2 separate regions of the Macaca mulatta genome follow, and region 1 is linked to region 2. A link is a contact called in public Hi-C data. All regions are on one chromosome and are shown on one strand. The core of a region is the stretch at or near the end of the contact, and the rest is flanking DNA. Distances in the headings are between cores, read along the strand shown. Region 1 holds the start of ZC3H4 (zinc finger CCCH-type containing 4). Region 2 holds the start of ARHGAP35 (Rho GTPase activating protein 35).

Region 1 (6,470 bases), core at 2,966-5,465, 260 kb before region 2:
CTCTGTGTCAAAAGGAAAAAAAAAAAAAAGAAAGTAGCTAAAGTCAAAACAATGGGCCAGGCACAGTGGCTCACGCTGGTAATCCTAAGACTTTGTGAGGGTCAAGTGGGAGGATCACTTGAGCTCAGGAGTAGTTCAAGACCAGCCTGGGCAACATGGTGAGACCCTGTTTAAAAAACAAAAAAACAGACAACACACACACACACAAATTAGCTGGATCTGGTTGCCCACATATGTAGTCTCAGCTACTCAGGGGACTGAGGTAGGAGGATCACTTGAGCCAGGGAGGTTGAGGCTGTAGTGAGCCACGATTGCACCACTGCACTCCAGCCTGGATGACAGAGCGAGGCTCTGTCTTAAAAATAAATAAATAAAATTAAAAAACAAAAAAAAAAGTCATGGGAGGCTGAAGCAGGAGAATCGCTGGAACCAGGGAGGCAGAGGTGGCAGTGAGCCGAGATTGCACCACTGCACTCCAGCCTGGGAGACACAGCAAGACTCCGTCTCAAAATAAATAAATAAATAAATAGGCCAGGCATGGTGGCTCATACCTGTAATCCTGGCACTTTGGGAGGCCGAGGTGGTTGGATCACCTGAGGTCAGTAGTTCAAAATTAGCCTGGCCAACATGGTGAAACCTCATCTGTACTAAAAATAATTTAAAAAAAAATTAGCTGGGTTTGGTGGCGGGCACCTGTAATCCCAGTTACTGGGGAGGCTGAGGCAGGAGAATCACTTGAACCTGGGCGGGGGAGGCGGAGGTTGCAGTGAGCTGAGATTGAGCCATTGCACTCCCAGCCTGGAAAACAACAGCAAAACTCAGTCTCAAAAAAAAAAAAAAAAAATTAGCCAGGTGTTGTGCGTGCCTGTGGTCCCAGCTACTCGGGAGGCTGAGGCAGCAGAATCGCTTGAACCTGGAAGGCAGAGGTTACAGTGAGCCGAGATTGCGCCACTGCACTCCAGCCTGGGAGACAAGTGAGACTCTATCTCAAAAACTAAATAAATAGGCAGGGCATGGTGGCTCACACCTGTAATCCCAGCACTTTGGGAGGCCGAGGCAAGCGAATCATGAGGTCATGAGTGTTAGACCAGCCTGGCCAACATGGTGAAACCCTGTCTATACTAAAAACATAAAAAATTAGTTGGGCATGGTGGCACACGCCTGTAATCCCAGCTACTCGGGAGGCTGAGGCAGGAGAATCACTTGAACCCGGTAGGCAGAGGTTGCAGTGAGCCGAGATTGTACCACTGCACTCCAGCCCGGGTGACAGTATGAGACTCTGTCTCAAAAAAATAAATAAAAATAAAAATAAAAAATCAGATGAAGTGTCAGAAGGGCTTGGTAGACAATGTTCCACAATGTTCCAGTATAAAACTGAAGAAGTACAGGGAATTCCTGCTTGGTGGGATTTTCGTTTTCCCCATTACTTAAAAGCAGATGACCATCTAGAATGGTAGAATGGCCCTGTTGAAACTTCAGAGATGGGGGCCCTTCAGGACCGTACCTTGAAAAGACAATAGCGGTCCTCTTAGATGTGGTCTATGTTCTCTATCAGTGGTTTTTGTCCATAACACAATACATGAAGTCCAAATATCAAGGTGTAAAGGAAGGAATGGCACCATCCATAATCGCACAGTGAGCTACTTTGGTGTCCTTCCTTTCCATTCCTACAAACCTGCAGTATTAGTTCTTGGTGTATTAAAGAAAACTTTTTTGGACAACATACCTATGAGCATGAGTGAACACTTTATTACAATCTTACATGCAAGGAAAAAAGGTCCCTTGTAGGCCAATTAAGATTCACTCTAATAGGGACATTTTATAGGAGAAGAGAATCATTATCTAACCATTAGATCTGAGACTGGATCCAGAAAGATAAAGGTAACACAGTTCTTGGCTGGCAGTCAGCTGACTATCAACTGGGGTACCAGGTGGGATGGTAGGGGGAGCACCAGCTTCTCAAAACAAGTTTCATCCACTGATAATTTATTTTAAGCATTTTATCAGGAATTTTCTTTTCTTTTCTTTTCTTTTTTTTGAGACGGAGTCTCACTCTGTCACCCAGGCTCTAGTGTAGTGGCACCACGATCTTGGCTCACTGCAATGTCTGTTTCCTGGGTTCAAGCGATTCTTCTGCCTCAGCCTCCTGAGTAGCTGCGACTGCAGGTAACTGCCACCACACTCGGCTAATTTTTTGTATTTTTAGTAGAGACAGGGTTTCACCGTGTTAGCCAGGAAGGTCTTGATCTCCTGACCTCATGATCCACCCGCCTCTGCCTCCCAAAGTACTGAGATTACGGTTGTGAGCCTACTTTATTAATATTATTATTATTATTATTGAGACGGAGTCTTGCTCTGTCGCCCAGGCTGGAGTGCAGTGGTGCCAGCTCAGCTCACTGCAAGCTCCGCCTCCTGGGTTCACACCATTCTCCTGCCTCAGCCTCCTAGTAGCTGGGACTACAGGCACCCGCCACCACGCCTGGCTAATTTTTTGTATTTTAAGTAGAGACGGAGTTTCACCGTGTTAGCCAGAATGGTCTTGATCTCCTGACTTTGTGATCTGCCCGCCTCGGTCCCTCAAAGTGCTGGGATTACAGGATAAGCCACCGTGCCCGGCCTATTATTTTTTTTGAGATGGAGTTTCGCTCTTTGTTGCCCAGGCTGGAGTGCAATGGTGAGATCTCTGCTCACCGCAACCTCTGCCTCCCAGGTTCAAGCGATTCTCCTGCCTCAGCCTCCCATTTAGCTGGGATTACAGGCGTCCACCACCACGCCGGGCTAATTTTGTATTTTTTAGTAGAAACGGGGTTTGGTCAGGCTGGTCTTGAACTCCCAACCCCAGGTGATGCACCCACCTTGGCCTCCCAAAGTGCTGGGATTACAGGCGTGAGCCACCATGCCTGGCTCTATTTATTTATTTTTTTATTGATATGGAGTGTCGCTCTGTCACCCAGGTTGGAGTGCAGTGGTGCCATCTTGGCTCACTGCAGCCTTTACCCCCTAGGTTCAAGCAATTCTCCTGCCTCAGTCTCCCGAGTAGCTGGGATTACAGGCGCGCCACACCATGCCTGGCTAATTTTTTGTATGGGTTTCGTCCCATTGGCCAGGCTGTCTCAAACTCCTGACCTCAAGTGATCTGCCAGCCTCGGCCTCCCAAAGTGTTGGGATTATGGGTATGTGCCACCACGCCCTGCTGCCAGCTGGAACATTTAAAAAATAGTAGGATCAATATACCAGGAAGTCACATGGTGCCTCTGTCTCCAGCTTTATCAATCTTGACGAGGTTTTTCTCTCTTCCTGGAATCTAAGTGGTCTTTGCTTTGTCAGGGCCTGAAATAAGGTATTCTTTTCTTTTTTTTGTTTTTTGAAACGAGAGTCTCACTCTGTCGTCCGGGCTGGAGTGCAGTGGTATAATCTCAGCTCACTGCAGCCTCACGACCTCCCCGGCTCAGGCGATTCTCCCTTTTCAACATCCCAAGTAGCTGGGACTACAGGTGTGAGCCATCATGTACTGCTAATTTTTGTATTTTTAGGAGAGAAGGGATTTTACTATGTTGGTCAGGCTAGTCTCCAACTCCCGAGCTCAAGCGAGCGATCCGCCCGCCTCGGCCTCCCAAAATGCTAGGAGTACAGGCGTGAGCAACATCGCCCCGCCTGAAATAAGGTATTTCTTCTGCTTGGAACCAGCTCTTCTTTTTCATATACCAGCCTAAAGAGCAATTTCAAGACTCTCCTCTAACACTCCACCCACCCCCTTTATTCTTTAACTCTGTTTCTCTCTCGGGGCATTGTCGGTTAAGTTCCATGAAGACAGAAACTGTTCCCATAGTCCATCACAGGGACTGGCACTGTAGAAAGAGCTAACAAAAGTATTTAAGGAAGATCCCTGGATTCGAGGTTAGAGGGACGTATGATCGTGTCACAGCACTGCAGTCTGGGCGACAGAGCAAGACTCTGTCTCTTAAAAAAAAAAAAAAAAAAAAAGGCCGGGTGCGGTGGCTTTCGCCTGTAATCCCAGCACTTTGGGAGGCCGAGGAGGGAAGGTCATGAGGTCAAGAAATCGAGAACCACCCTGGCTAACACGGTGAAACCCCGTCTCTACTAAAACACACACACACACACACACACAAAATTAGCCGAGCGTGGTGGCGGGCGCCTGTAGTCCCAACTTCTCGGGAGGCTGAGGCAGGAGAATGGCGTGAACCCAGAGGCGGAGCTTGCAGTGAGCCGAGATCGCGCCACTACACTCCAGTCTGGGCGACAAAGCGAGACTGTGTCTTAAAAACAACAACAACAACAAAAAAGTCTTGCTGTGCTCTTTAGCACTAATCCTATGACGTTGAACCAATTACTTAAAACACCTAACTTCAGTCTGCAAATGGGAATTGCAGCAGCTTATTTTAGGACGGTTATGAGAGTCAAAAGATTTTGTTTGTACACAGCCTATGACACCGGCCAGTGTTTCTATCTCCGCTATTTGTGAGCCTTCTCTGGGTCCTCCTACACCCCAGGTCCTTAAACTCCCCTGATGGACTACCAAGCCCCGCCCCTCTCTCCTGCAAGGATGACGTCATCGACTGAGTTGTCGAGTGACGTCACCTCCGGGCTGGCTGGGCTTCATCGCTTCTCCGGAAACCTCCGACTCTCGGCACCTGGCCTCCAGCTTTCGGTTATTTTTTTTTTTCTCTCCGTAGCTTGAATTCCTTCCCTCCCATCCTCCCACCTAAAACTATCGGCTCTTCCCGCCTTCCTTCAAACTAGCAATTTTCGGTTCTTCCCTCTTGCTCTCGGGCGAATTCCTGAAAGTCGTTTATTCTCTTAATTAATCGCCGCTCCAGCCCCGCCCGTTCAGCTCATTCTCTTAATCGCATTACCCTGGCTGCTTTTCTTTCGGCTGTTTCCACCTCCTGCCACCCACCCAGACACCGCCTTCGGCTCTTTCCGGACCATCTCAATTTCTCCTCCTTCCCCGGTCCCAATCGGCTTAGGCTATTTCTGGCTCCCCTAGGTTTCTCATGCTCTCTCTAGCCCCACCCCATCACCAGCTTCGGCTCTTTTCGGCTCTCCCCCGTCGCCTCCTGTCTCCTGCTCAGCTCTTTTCGGCTATTTCCGCCTCCCCTCGGACTCACCCTTTGCCTTCGGTTCTTTCCGCCGGCCCTCAGGCAAGCGGTCTCTACCCCTCTCCCGCACGTGACGCGGCCTCCGCCTCCGCCTCTCAGTTCCCCCTCCCACCTCACCCTTCCTCCCGCCTCAGCCTCTAGGCTGGTCCGGGCCGAGCCGCCATTTTGTGTCAATTCCTGATTGCGGCGGGGGCCGGGCAGCCGGGAGACCAGTGGCGGGCAGACAAGGGAGACAGTCGGCCCGTCTCCGCGGCCCGTTCCCTCTCTCCCTTCAATCCTTTTTTTCTTTTTAACCCTTCCACCCCCTTCGCTGGCTCTCCTCTTCTCCCCTTACCCTTCGCTTGCTCCATCGCGCGCGGCCCGCGCTAATTACACCCAACCACCCACCAGTGTCCGAGTCTCCCGGGTCTCCCGCCCCCGGGCCCGCGGGGGTGCGTGGGGGGGGGGCTCTCGCCCCTATGAGGGCCCCGCGCCAGTAAGCGAGTGACCGCAGGGGTGGGCTGCGGAGAAAGCAGGCGGCGAGCGGCCCTCCGAGGCCTAGGCCGCGCGGCCTACGCGGAGGTCAGCGCAGAGGTGATTCCGAAACCGAAAAAATATATACCCCATTCCCATCAGGAGCCCTCCGAGCTTAAGTGTGCCCCTCCCGCCACGCCCAAGCAGTCCTTTTTCGTGCATTAACATCCCCTCCCCCCCAAAGGAACTATGGAGGCCGCGCCCGGGACCCCCCCGCCGCCGCCATCAGAGTCGCCGCCGTCGCCATCGCCGCCGCCGCCATCAACGCCTTCGCCTCCTCCGTGTTCCCCCGACGCCCGCCCGGCCACCCCGCACCTCCTCCACCACCGCCTCCCGCTCCCTGACGACAGGTCAGGCCCCCGGCCGGGCCGGGGCTGCGTCCCCGGGGGGAGGAAGAGGAGGAGGAGGAAGGGGGGCGGCCGCCATGTTGGGCCGGGCCGCGGAGGAGGAGGAGGAGGAGGAGGAGGAAGGGCGGGGTCGGTGGGTGTCTCTCGATCGCTTGCTCGCTCGCTCTTTCTCGCTTGCTTTCTCTCCTGGCCTCATGCGTTTCCCCCCCCTCGCGGCGTTCGCCCGCTCTCCCTCGCTCTCGCTCTGTCTTTTTTGGGCGCCATGCTGAGGGGAAGGTGAGGAGGCGCCCCTCGGACCCCCCGCGCCCGCCCGCCCGCCCTGGGGAGGGGGCGCCGGGGGGGGTGCTGCGGAGGCCCACGGGGGTCCTTGGCTGCCCCTACGCCCGGAGCTGGCAGCCACGGGCCCGCCTGCTCGTCGCCTGGCTTCGGGGAAGGGGATGGGGGAGGGGCTCCGGACCCTTTTTGGGGGGATCTCGAGCAACAGCCCCGC
Region 2 (6,534 bases), core at 2,663-5,162:
CATACACAGTTGTTTTTATTCTTAATTATCTGTCACTTCTATATTAAGAATAAAAAACAAAACAACCATTGATACTAACATGGGTAACACAAACTCTAACATAAATTCAGGAAATTAATCATGATATACAAGGCTAAAAATTCACCAACAGAAATGAATCAAAAAATCTTTAAGTCAATAATGGTGAAAACCCATGCCATACATAGATCATTAAAATTACCAGATTCTGTCAGAAAATTTTAAAAAGTTCAAGGAGCCATACAGATCTACTATCAGCCCTCTTCACTGTCTCATATACAAATGCCCTAATATTTGATGAATGAATGGTCCAACTCTGTAGATGACAGTGAATGTTTTTTATTTCAAATATGTCCACACAGAATTATTTCTAAATAAGTACTAAAATAAACAAAGTTTGATCATAGCTCAGTTAAGAAAGTCCTTCCAGTAAATGCTCCTTCACAGTTGGATGGCTACTTTAATATACAATTGCCCTAGGCCACAGCAGGGAAAAAAAAATCAGGCTTTTGATTTACTTAAGAAATAAAATAAATAAACCTAGAACATGCAAAAGATCCCCTTTCCCAAGTTAAGGAAGGAAAATGGTTGGATAGATTTTCTGTAAAAACCACCTTTACCCCTGAATGAACTTCCTAAATCCGCCCCGCCGCCCAACCATATAGTCATTAAAGAAAATCGCTCAGGAATGGTAGCTAAGACGCATTTCTCAGATAATAAGACTAAAAATCCAATCACATCCACCAGTTCCTGGCACCCTTTTCTAACTCTACCAAATCAGGTCACTCAAAAAGCTTAAGGAATGTCAGCGCCCACCCACACACCCCTTGTACACCAATGAGCCCCAGAATCTAGCATGGATCTGCCCAGAGGCACTCAGCTCCTGTGGCAGGGAGAGCCTGCAATACCAGAGGGCAGAAATCTGAGTGACACTTGGCACTCTCTCTTTCAACAAACAACCGCAAAGTGCTTTCCAAACCCAAGCCCTCACCATTTTGAAGACCAGGAAGCTGGAGCCTTCCCTGGAGCAGAGGTGAAAAAGAAATAATAAGCCCACCTTCCCCATCCCCTCCCCCAAGGTCACACTGCAAACCAGAGGCCATTAGGGAAGGCAAGACTGTAGCTTCCCTAGGTCCAAGTGTGGCCATAACCCCCAGTGGGATCGGGAGAATCTGAGAACTGGCATTTCCCCAGCTAGAGGTAAAACAAAATGACTTGTCAGCTGGGGGAAAAAAAAGCACACTCCTAGGGGTGCTGGCTTAGAGGTGGAATAGGAGACAGGGTACTGTATGCAACCGCTCAGAGAAGGAAAGAGGGAAAGTGAGAAAGAGAATAAAGATCTGTGAGCAGCTGCAATCCCCTTTTCCAAAGGACACAAAGCTGCAGAGCCCAGAAATCGGAAGGGGGAGAGCAAACAGCAGAGAAAAGAAAATGGGGCAACGGAAAGAGATCTACCTCCCTCCACACTACTAACCTAGTGGAAGTGGGAGAAATGGGGGAGACACTCCCAGACTCCACAGAGCAGTAACAATCAACCAACTCCCACCTATTTACCCAGATCTCTCAGGATCCCTGGGGATAGAACCCTCAGGGTTAGGGTGCAGAGAGAGAATCTGCAGTCTCAGAGCCTGAGAGCCTAAGGCCCAATCCAGCCCCTTTGCCTCTGCAGCAGAGGGATGGAAAACAGAGAAAGACATGCCTGAAAGGGGAAGTGCTCAATGGGGAATGGGTGGGCCACGGGTGGTGAGCTGCGATGAGCAGGTCTGATAGGAACTAAATGGGAAGAGGAGCCTGACAAGATACAAGGGGAAAGGGAAAAAAAAAAAAAGGTGAGGAAGGAAACAAGTCCAAGACGAACAGAATTGGGAGAGGGATATCAAAGGTGAGTAAGGGGAGTGAGAATCTATCACAGCACTGAGGCAGCTCCAAGAGGAAGGTGGGGGGGATACATAGGAAAGAATGATTAAGAAGACATCTTAATGTCACAATTGGAGGGAGTGAGAACTCCAAAAGAAGACAAGAGGCAGGGCAGTGGACGGTGGGCAAATAAAGCAGAGTGAAGGGTGAAGGCTGAATCAAAATGGTGGGGGGAAGAGAATGTCATGTGGAAAACTTAAGACTCGGGAGGGAACAGAGAGGGGACACAGTGACAAGAACCCCAGTGTTAAAGGACCGCTCCAAGCGCGGACGGCAATACAGAAGTTAAAAACCGGTCTAAAAACATGCGGGCAAGTGGACAGCTCCGAAACAGCCGAGCTGGGGAGGGAAACACTAAATAGAGGATGGGGCAGAATTGAAAAAAACGAGGAGAAAGTGCAGGTACAAAATGGATCTAGGGGCAGGTCTGTGAGATGCACAACGGGAAGGGGATGGGTGACCAGCCCGGGAGGTATCAGAGGTATAGTGACGTTAAAGGGCATGTCTAAGGGCTAAAACGGGGAGGAGAGGAGTTGGAGCAAAGGGGACAGGAAGCAGTTTTTAGGCAGAGAACTGAAGGAGATACAGGCCAAAGAAAGGAGTAGCAAATGCATGCAGTAGCTCAGAGAAGTGCCAAAAAGGAGGTGGGGGAAACAGGAAACCTCCAAGAGAACACTGGGGCTGAAACTGAAGGCAGTCTGAGTTAGGGAGAGATCAGTTGAGTGAACAGCAGAAATGGGAGACCTGCAGAGTCAGAGAAGCGGGAAGAGGCTGCTTCCCGGGAAGGCAGAGTCAGAAGCAAGCAGGTGAGGGGAGCGCAGCAAGATCTGAGGTCGGGCAAGGGGCAGAGCTAAGAGGCAGAAAGGTATGGAAGAGAGGAAAGGGTCTGAATGGCAAACGGTAACAAGAGCTGAGAAGGGGAAGAGGCAAGCACGGTGCAGCCAAGTCCGAGGGGATCAGGGGAATGAACTGGGGCACGGAAGGGTCAGAAGGCCAGCCGAGGGGCATCCCGGGGTGCAGCAGGCTCTGTGAGAGGGCAGACAGAAATGCAGATAGTAGGGCCCACGAGGGAACCGGATTAAGTCCAAGGGGAAGACCTGGGGCAGCAGTGCCTGGTTGAACAGGGGTCTCAGATGGATCTCCAAGGGGTTGGAACCGCAGGTCCTAAAGGGACAGCTCCCAGGGTGCAACATATTCTGAGACAAGAATAATAGCACAGCAGGTAGGTCAAAGAAGGGGCCGAGGACAGATCTGAAGGGTGGTGAGAGCAGAATCGAGAAGAGGCAGAAGGGTCACGGATCTCAAAAGTGGGAGCCACAATTAAGGGATGCAGAATGGTCAATGAGAAAAAGGTGGGTCCCAAGAGCACTGCAGAGCCCGGGAGGAGCGAAGGGCATTATGGAGGGGTGGAAGAGGGAAGGGGGTCGCAGAATTGGGAGCCGGATGGCTGAAGTCGGAGAGGCTCTGAGGCAGACACCGAGATCCCAACTGATCGGGGGTGGGGGCGGCAGCGAGGACAGCAGGGCTGCGGCGGGCAGGGGTAGGTCCAAAGGGCAGAAAGGCCCCACGGGCCGGGCCGACGCGCGAAGCGACGGGGACGGCGGGGCCCGGGGAGCTGGGGGGGCCGCTCCTCCCCTCCCCCTCCAGCTCCTCCATTGTTCGCGGGCTCCGGGCCCCGCCGTCCCCGCCTCCCCCTGGACCCCTCAGCGGGGCGGCGCCCGGCCTCGCCGCCCGGGGCCCGTGAGCTCGCGCACTCACCAGCTGGGCGCCCTCAGCGCGGCCCCGGCCTCCAGGATCCCGGCAGCAACGACGGGGGCCCCGGCGCCATGTTCCCCTGCTCCTAGTCCAGCGGCTGCTGAGGCGGCGGCGGCGGCGGCGGCTCCGGCGGCGGGGGGCCGGGCGGACCCTCCCTCGCGGGTTCCCTCCTCCGCCTCCTCCACCTCCTCCTGCCGCCGCGCCGCGGCTCTCCCTCGGGGCGGGGGGCGGGGAGGGGAAGGGGGGAGGGGCGGGAACCAGGGGGAGGGCGGACCAGCCTCGCTCACTCCCTCCCTCCCTCCCTCCCTCCCTCACTCGCAATGGCGGCAGCGGCTGCACCTCCTTCCTGCGACGGCCGCTCCCGCGCGCGCGCCCCCTCGCTACTGCGCGTGCGCGGCGCGTGGACCGTTGCAGGGGGATAACGGCCCCCGGGCGCGCGCCGCGAAGGGACGACCAGCGAGGCAGTGGGGAGAGGTCAGAGCGCGTGCGCACCCGAGGGTCTCACTGCCACCGCCGCTGCCTGAGGTTAGGAACCGCCGCGGACGGTGCAGTGCGCGTGCGCCCCCAAAAATGCAGCTACTGCGGCGGCCGCCGTCGTGACTGAGCTCTAGGCGAGCTGCAAACGAGCAGAGGGAGCGGGGTGGGGGAGCGCGCGTGCGCGGGGGGCTGCCAGCCGGCGCAGCTGTTGGCGCAGGGCAGAGGGAGTGGCCCGCAGGAGGAGCGCGCGTCTCCGCGCGCGCCTCAAGCAGCCGATCTGCCACCTCGCGCTGGCTTCTAGAGAAAGCCGAAGGAGAGAGGCATGGCCCGGTTTTGGGGGTGGGGGGCGAAGGGCGCGATCCCGCTCGCGCGGGACCTGAGCAGCCAATGGGAAGCAACGGGAGGTGGGTTTGCCGCGCGAGCCGCAGCCCCCGGGATAACGGAGGAGGCCAGAAGGAGCGACGTAACGTGGGGCGGTGGGGCGGGGCTGAGAAGGAGGGAGCCCACCAGAGAGGGAGTTGATTGGAGGATATGAGGAGGCGTGGCCCGCCTCAGCCCAATCCGAGTCCCGCAATTCGTCGTCCCGGAAGAAGAGGCGGGGATGGAGAGCGCGTGCTCTTTCTCCTGGCTGTGAAGAAAATCCGCAGCCAACGCGCGCGTCCTTGCAACTTGTTTTTGGTTCTGTGATCGCCTGATCCCCAGGAGAGGGAAGACGGCCTGGTACTGTGTGCAGCCCAAGCCTGTCACTTAGCATTGTGCAAATGACTACAAATCAAATGTCAATTAGGGCGCCTGAAAGGAAAAGAGTAGTGATGGGAGAGGGCACCGCTGTAACCCTTGACTCCTCTGAACTGAGGAGGTGTTCCTCTGGGACTCCTCCGGAAGTACAGATCGTGGAAGATGAGCTTCCCGGGCGCCAAGCCAATATTTGTGGAATGCATGAAGAAAGGCTGTTTCCTATTACATTTGGCATTTCTGCCATAAGTCTCTTCATCTATAAAATGGGATAATAATCATACCTCTCTCGTAGGGCTGCTGTGAAAATTAAATAGATTATATTTTGTAAAGCTCTGGAAATCAGGCCTTGCATATAGTAAGCGCTCTGTAAGCGTTGATAAAATTACATGGGCTTGTTTATTCCATTAATAAAGCTTTTTATATTAAAGGATTTTCCTTTTTTTTTTTTTTTTTTAATGTAGCACTTTTAGGGCCGGACATGGTGGCTCACGCCTGTAATCCCAGTACTTTGGGAGGCCGAGGCGGGCGGATCACTTGAGGTCAGGAGGTCGAGACCAGCCTGGCCAACATGAAACCCTGTCTCTACTAAAAATACAAAAATTAGGTGGGCGTCGTGGTGGGCGCCTGTAATCCCAGCTACTCGGGAGGCTGAGGCAGGAGAATGGCTTGAACTCGGGAAGGAGAGGTTGCAGTGAGCCGAGATCGCACTGGACTCCAGCCTGGGCAACAGAGGGAGACTCCGTCTCAAAAAAAAAAAAAAAAGTACTTTTAATGCATTCAATCTGATTTTTAGATGTTAGTGGCTTGAAACAACAGCAACAACTTTTCTTTAAGCACTGTGGGGCTGCCAAATCGAGTGCATGGGCTGTCATTATAAACCGTGGTGTGTAAGGGACTTTTGATATTACTTGAGGAGACACAGGAAAGACAAGGTGGGGGGCAGTGAATTCCTGATACCCGTACTTCAAATTAATGTCTTTAACACCTATGCAGTATTCCAGGTCTTTTCAATCTTAAATTTGTGAACTGGCGGCACCTGGAGAACAAGGACAGTTGGGCTCACGCTGGATCCCCCAAACCCCTTGGGAACCCATCAGCTCTGATTTACCCTTCGACTCTCAGCTTGAAGTCACCTTCTCAGGGTAGTCTCCCAGATTTGGCCTAATACCTCGTTCTTTAATAATAAAAATGAGTACTTTGTACCAAGCAACAGTCTTTTAAAAATTTTTTATTTTGAGACAGAGTCTGGGATTACAGCTGGGATTACAAGCTTGTGCCGCCATGCCCCACTCATTTTTTTTTTTTTCCTTCAAGACAGAGTCTTGTTCTGTTACCCAGGCTGGAGTGCAGTGGTGCAATCTCGGCTCACTGCAACCTCCACCTCCCGGGTTCAAACGATTCTTCTACCTCAGCCTCCTGAGTAGCTGGGACTACAGGCGCCACACCTGGCTAATTTTTGTATTTTTAGTAGAGACAGGGTTTCACCTGTTCGGACGAGGCTGGTCTGGAACTCCTGGCCTCAAGCTGTCACCCATCTCAGCCTCCCAAAGCCTGGCCACAACTTTTTTTTTTTTTTTTTTTTTTGAGATGGAGTCTCACTCTGGCATCCAGGCTGGAGTGCAATGCCGT

The links. A called contact is a pair of places that touch in the nucleus more often than the background predicts.
Region 1: a contact with region 2 is called in a Hi-C map of fetal cortex germinal zone, with 2.1 times the contacts expected there. The contact joins the promoter of ZC3H4 here to the promoter of ARHGAP35 in region 2. A contact is called at or near these places in 2 of 14 Hi-C or Micro-C datasets (fetal cortex germinal zone and fetal cortical plate).

What each region holds. Positions count from the first base shown.
Region 1 is chr19:59,593,457-59,599,926 of T2T-MMU8v2.0, reverse strand. ZC3H4 (zinc finger CCCH-type containing 4) reads left to right here and starts at 4,215. Exons shown (of 14, transcript XM_077980466.1): 1 at 4,215-4,669; 2 at 5,818-6,113. The coding sequence starts at 4,529.
Region 2 is chr19:59,328,846-59,335,379 of T2T-MMU8v2.0, reverse strand. ARHGAP35 (Rho GTPase activating protein 35) reads right to left here and starts at 3,912. Exons shown (of 7, transcript XM_028839122.2): 1 at 3,694-3,912. It also overlaps a transcript of AP2S1 not described here.